Regions from separate parts of the Bos taurus genome. Here region 1 is linked to region 2. A link is a contact called in public Hi-C data. All regions are on one chromosome and are shown on one strand. Each heading gives the region's core, a stretch centred on a gene start, on an enhancer-like site or on the middle of the called end of the contact. The rest is flanking DNA. Distances are from core to core; before and after follow the strand shown. Region 1 overlaps FHAD1 (forkhead associated phosphopeptide binding domain 1). Region 2 overlaps EFHD2 (EF-hand domain family member D2).

Region 1 (2,700 bases), core at 197-2,696, 68 kb after region 2:
TTTTTAAAAAACATGTCTATTTATTTAGGTGCACTGGGTCTTAAGTTGCAGCAAGTAGGATCTTCGAGCTTCATTGTGGTCCGTAGGATCTTCAGTTGGGGCTTGCCGGATGTGGTTCCCTGACCAGGGATCGAACCCAGGCCCTCTGCATTGAGAGTGTGGGATCTTAGCCACTGAACTACCGGAGAAGTCTCCATTCACCCTCTTAAATTAATTTAATTCCATGGCATCCATCAAGATTGCTGCTGAAGTTTCTGCTCTAAATGTGCGCCCTCAGTTTTTTATGGGGAAGGTCATCTCATCCTTCCAGCATGAAAGGGAAGGAAGGGGCCTCCTTACCGCCTTCTCTTCCATCAGGCACTGGACTCGGGCTTTCAGCTTCTCCTCCTGCTGGAGCCTTTCCTCGCTCAGCTTCTCCTTCTCTGCCAGGTGCTCCCGCAACTTCTCTTGCATCAGAGACTGCTGAGTTTCCTGAGAACTGCTGATCTTGATCTGAAGGGAGAGGAAGGGAGATTGTGGCTGATTAGTCCTGTTCGGGACTAATGCAGGAGTCATTTCTACTACTTTTGCGGGAGGGACAAAAGTTCCCAAAACTTTCTGAAAAATGCAGAAAAACTATGCTTAACCTAGTAACCAGTAGGGAAGCAGCAGAGCATCATAGATAAGAGTTCAGACTCTAGATCTAGACAGACTCTCAGCCATAGTTCTTTCTATATGCCTTTTCATTTAAAAGATGAGGTTAATATGAATATATACTTCTTAGTGTTATCAGGACTGAACGAGATAATGTTGGAAAGCTTTTATCACAGTGCTTAGCACGTAGTAGGTGCTTAGTAAATGGTAGTTAGGCTCATTCGTTATTATTTGCTGAGTGTAAGAGGAAAAGCAGTGAGCTAGGGCCAGAAGGCCTGAACTTTTGTCTTGATTCTTCCACCAACTAGCTGTGTGACATTGAGATAGTCACCTAAGCCTCTGAACGTCATTGTCCCTATCTGTAAAATAAGGAGAATGGACTAGATCAGGGCTTGGCAAACTATTGTCTGCAGGCCACATCTGGACCACTGTCTATTTTTATAAATAAAGTTTTATTGGAACACAGCATGCTTGCCACACCCATTCATTTATGCAATTGTCTATGGTTGTCTTTGCTCTAGAGTAGCAGAGTCAGATAGGTGTGACAGAGATGATATGTCCTGAAATATTTACCGGCCCTTTACAGAAAACTTTTCTTACCCCTGGAATTGATGGTCTTTGTGGCTGACTGCTGCGGTGCTCCCCCAATTTCACCCTTCCTCTATTCATACCTTGGGTTATGTAACTTGTAGTGCCTGCCGATATCCTGCCCCCGAAGCTGAACTCAGTCATGTGACTTGCTCTGGCCAGTGGGATGTTGGCAGACATAACATAAGGGCCTGGTTCCTCTTCCTGATCTCTGCTTCCTCTGCTAGTGCCGTGAGAACATGCTCAGGCCAGCCTGCTGGAGGATCAGAGCCATGTGCAACAGAGCACAGCTGCTCCAGCTGAGGCCAGCCTAGATCAGTCAAGAGCCAGCCAACACCCAGGACTGTGAGTAAGTCCATCCAAGGCCAAAGGATTCACCCCCCAGCTGGGCCCGGACATGTGAGCAGCGGACAGTAATTGTGGAATACTGCTATTGTTTATTATGCAGTATTAATATGGCAATAGTTGTCAGAGCAATACAATCCCTAAGGGTTATTTTGCCTCTAAAATGTTGACATTGTGTAACTTTTGGTATGTCTGCTCTCTGTACTGTGGCTAGCTGTACTTCTTCCACTGCATTTAATAAACACAAATTTTAAGATCTAATGTCATTTAAAATTGTCTGGGTTTGGACAGAGGAAAACAAGTCTCCTTGCCCTCCTGGGAGATCTCAGCTACCCCATCTGAATCATTTGGAGTGAAACTGGAGATATCATATCACCTTTTGGAGAATGTGCACTGACTACCTCATAGAGGAACAACGGAGTTAAGATGCCCAGTGCCATGAAAATTTTAAGGAGGAGCTGAAATGAACTTTTGGAGCTCAAAGATTACCTGAAGTTCCTGGGTCCGGCTTGTAATTTTTTTATAATGTTCCAGAAGGTATTTCAGATACAAAGACAATCCTTAAGAAGAGAAGCAAGAAGAAGGTAAGTATCAAGTCAATTCACTTTCTTTGTTTTCTGAATAATGTCTTCACAGGGCTTGCTGACAGGAGGATGAGGGCAACGCTACCCTCCCATCAAGATAACACAAGTTGCCATCCATCTTGTGTTTTTTTAAATGGCTGATCAGCTTCAGTTGGGCTCAAATCCAACTTTCTTTTTGGAGGTAGACAATAAAAACCATCCACAGAACCCTTGTTGACTAAGTGTCCACTGTGCACAAAACTGTGAGCTGAGCTTGGGGGATGGCATGAAGCCATTCCTCAAGGGACTCAGGTTCAGTCTGAGAACAGGTCTAAGTGTCTGACAGGAAACAGGCAGTGACCCCAGGTGGTGTGGAAGTGACCGCTGAAGGAGTGGGGAAGTGTGAGGGTCCCAGAAGAAGAGCTATTGTTTACCCCGAGTGATCACCGCTCAGCTGAGGATCCACTGGGCGTGGGCACTGGCATATGTTCAGAGTTGGAGGGGAGGACATTTCAGGATGGACGATGTGGATGAATGGTGCCCGCAAGAATAAAAGGATATTAGCATGTGG
Region 2 (2,767 bases), core at 177-2,676:
CCGGCGGGACTGACAACAAAGCTCCTGGGCTGGGAGCTCAGCACTTTTCTCCAGCACTGGACGAGGCTGCTGCATCTGGCACTGTGCCCACATTCCTACTCCCCTCCCCCTGAACAGTTCTCAACAGGGAGGGCTCAGCTGCTGCCGCCCCGGATGCTGGTGACAAAATCCCCTCCCATCTGTCCTTGAAAGTGGAGCAGCGGCCACCACCCGGGCAGACTTTGCCCCTTTGGGCTGCAGGGCCCCCTTGGCGATTGCTCCTCCTCTCCTGGTTCTGATAACCCGGAGTTCTGGGGCTGAGCAGCAGCCGGCCCTGACAGTGTGCAGGGCCTGCCCCTATTTCATAACAATATTATCATTAGTGGCTCCTCTTGGCTGAGCACGTGCTATGTGGCAGGCACTACCCCAAGTGCTTTGTGTCAGATCCTCTCAAGAACTTGGTGCTGCTGCTGCTAAGTCACTTCAGTCATATCTGACTCTGTGTGACCCCATAGACGGCAGCCCACCAGGCTCTGCCGTCCCTGGGATTCTCCACTGGAGTGGGTTGCCATTTCCTTCAAAGAACTTGGTGAAGCAGGCATAAACATCTCCATACTACAGACGAGTAGACTGAGGCTCAGGGAGGAAGTGACTTGGCCAAGATCATAGCTAACAAGGACATACCTAACTATCAGAACCCTGGCCTGAGGAAAAACATGTGCTTTTAACTACTATGCTGTGTTCTGATGCCTACAGACCCTGTAACAAAGAAACTCATGTTGGGAGGGATACTGGAGGCCACCTCATTGAGCACTCGTGAGGGTCAGATCCCCTAATGCAGCTTTCCTGCTTGAATACCTCTGAGGACGGGAAGCTCACTGCTTCACTAAAACAGCCCATTTTGGCTTTGTAACTCTCTATTAGAAAGTTGCTCTTTCTAATATGACCCTCCCCATTGGCCAGCTGTGCTGTACAGTCTGATGGCAGAGTGAGGAGCCATCAGAGTCACTGCACAGGGGGAGAGGGGCAATGGTTTGGGAGCATAGGGGACCCCAATTCTCTCCCTTCTGGTTCCCATCCCATCCCAGGCCTTTGCTGGTGGTCTCTCTGCCCATGGGGGTTGCCAGGAGGACAGACAGCTGGAGAGAGTGGTGTTTAGGGACCACTGAGCCCCCAGGCCCACCTGACTTTGGCCCCAGTATTCACAGACCTGGTCTTCCCCCATCCTGTCTGGGGAGGCCTCAGTGGCTCCAAGGCCTGTACTCTTTGTCCTGAAATGGGAAGGTAGGAAAGTTCTAGACACCAGGGAAATTCTGGCCTTGCTACTTGTCACAGTTGGATTGGCCCGGCACGCCTCCTGGTACAGGTAGACACCCACAGGCTCGGTGATGACAGTTCGGTAGTGCCCATCCGTTCCTACACTCCCCCACCTCCAGACTGCCTGACTCGGGCGGGGAAAGCCCAGTCACTCACCACTTCCTCCAGCCCTATCTTTAGAGTCTGACACTCGATCTGTTGCCCTGTGTCAGCGAAGAAGAGGGTGTGTGAGCGTGTATGGGTGAATGTGTGGCCAGGGTGGGGCTGATGCTTCCCCTATGGCTTCCCAGGGAGTCCACGGATCAAGTGGGTGCCCCGTCTTGGCTGATGGCAACCTGCTGGGGGCTGTCAGGGCTCAGGACACCCTAAACTCGGGTTTAAGCATCTCTCACTGAGCCCCACCCTGGGAGGGCAGCTCCCTCCACTGGTAGCAATAGCAGTGGGTCTCCCCACAGCCTGCTCCTAATAATAATTATTATTATAACAGTGATTGCAAAGGACATATACCGAATGTCTAATATAATCCAGTGTTTATTACTTAACTTAATCTTCCCTCTTGTTATTGTCTCACTCCCTAGACTCAGGAACGGGGCAGGGAGACGGCTATGGGGTGGCCCAGTGCTTCTTAAACCTTAAAGTGCATACCTGGTGAGTCTTACTAAAATGCAGACTCTGATCCAGTAGGCCTGGGGTGGAGCCTGAGCATCTGGATTTCTAACAAGCTGATGAGGAGATGCTCCCAATAGGGTCCCATGGGAGCAAAAGACTTGGAGTCAGAAGGATCAAATTTAAATCCTGTCTGCTCCTCAGTCATAGAAACCTGAGACTCAGTCTTCTTATCTGTGAAATGGGTGATGACCATCTTACAGGATGTTGAGAAAGAATTAAACAAGAGGTAAAGTTCCTGGAATGGAGCAGCCCCAGAGGTCCTCTCTCTCCACACAGCTCAGGAGTCCCCAGGCCTGGCTCTGTCTGGCTGCACCTTTCTGGCCTAGAATCCTTCTCTAGAGTCCTAAAAAAGCGGAAATCAGCCAAGGAGAAGACTGCTGGGCAGACAGAGGGACCTCAGCTGCTGGAGGGCGTGGGGTTGGCTTTGCAAGGTCTGGTCTCCTAGAGCTGAAGCTAGGCCCTGAACCCAGAGGCACAGACAGAAGGCAGGAAGGCGCAAACCAAAAGGGAACCGAAAGTCCCCGGGGGTTGGGAGAGGAGAGGTGACTCAGAATCACAAGGGAAGTAGAAGAGCAGAGGACAGGCCCGAGGCCAGAAAATCCTCCCTCCCCAGAAAGCCAGGCTCCCGGCTGCTGTAGGTGCAGGACCCAACCTCTGAACCCCCAGAGGGTTGCACCACCACCCCCCCCCCCGCCCTGCCCCGTCCCCCAGCCACAAACACCGCCCTCATTTGGCCTTGGGAGCTCCCTGTAGGCAGACCTGGTTCTAATCCTGCCCTGGCCACTTATTATAAGCTTGGGCC

The links. Hi-C and Micro-C count contacts between places; a contact is called where the count stands out from the background.
Region 1: a Hi-C map of an unstated tissue shows a contact between it and region 2, with 2.7 times the contacts expected there. The contact joins two enhancer-like sites. A contact is called at or near these places in 2 of 11 Hi-C or Micro-C datasets (skeletal muscle and an unstated tissue).

Annotation. Positions count from the first base shown.
Region 1 is chr16:52,134,860-52,137,559 of ARS-UCD2.0, forward strand. It overlaps FHAD1 (forkhead associated phosphopeptide binding domain 1), which reads right to left. Exons shown (of 32, transcript XM_024976838.2): 15 at 2,056-2,126; 16 at 340-492. Among named protein-coding and RNA genes, the nearest start is that of EFHD2, 61 kb to the left of the region's middle. Within about 2 kb of position 1,447, at least 23 of the 102 cell types and tissues checked have an H3K27ac peak or open chromatin away from gene starts, as enhancers often do.
Region 2 is chr16:52,066,380-52,069,146 of ARS-UCD2.0, forward strand. All of the region lies in intron 1 of EFHD2 (EF-hand domain family member D2), which reads right to left. Among named protein-coding and RNA genes, the nearest start is that of EFHD2, 7.6 kb to the right of the region's middle. Within about 2 kb of position 1,427, at least 66 of the 102 cell types and tissues checked have an H3K27ac peak or open chromatin away from gene starts, as enhancers often do.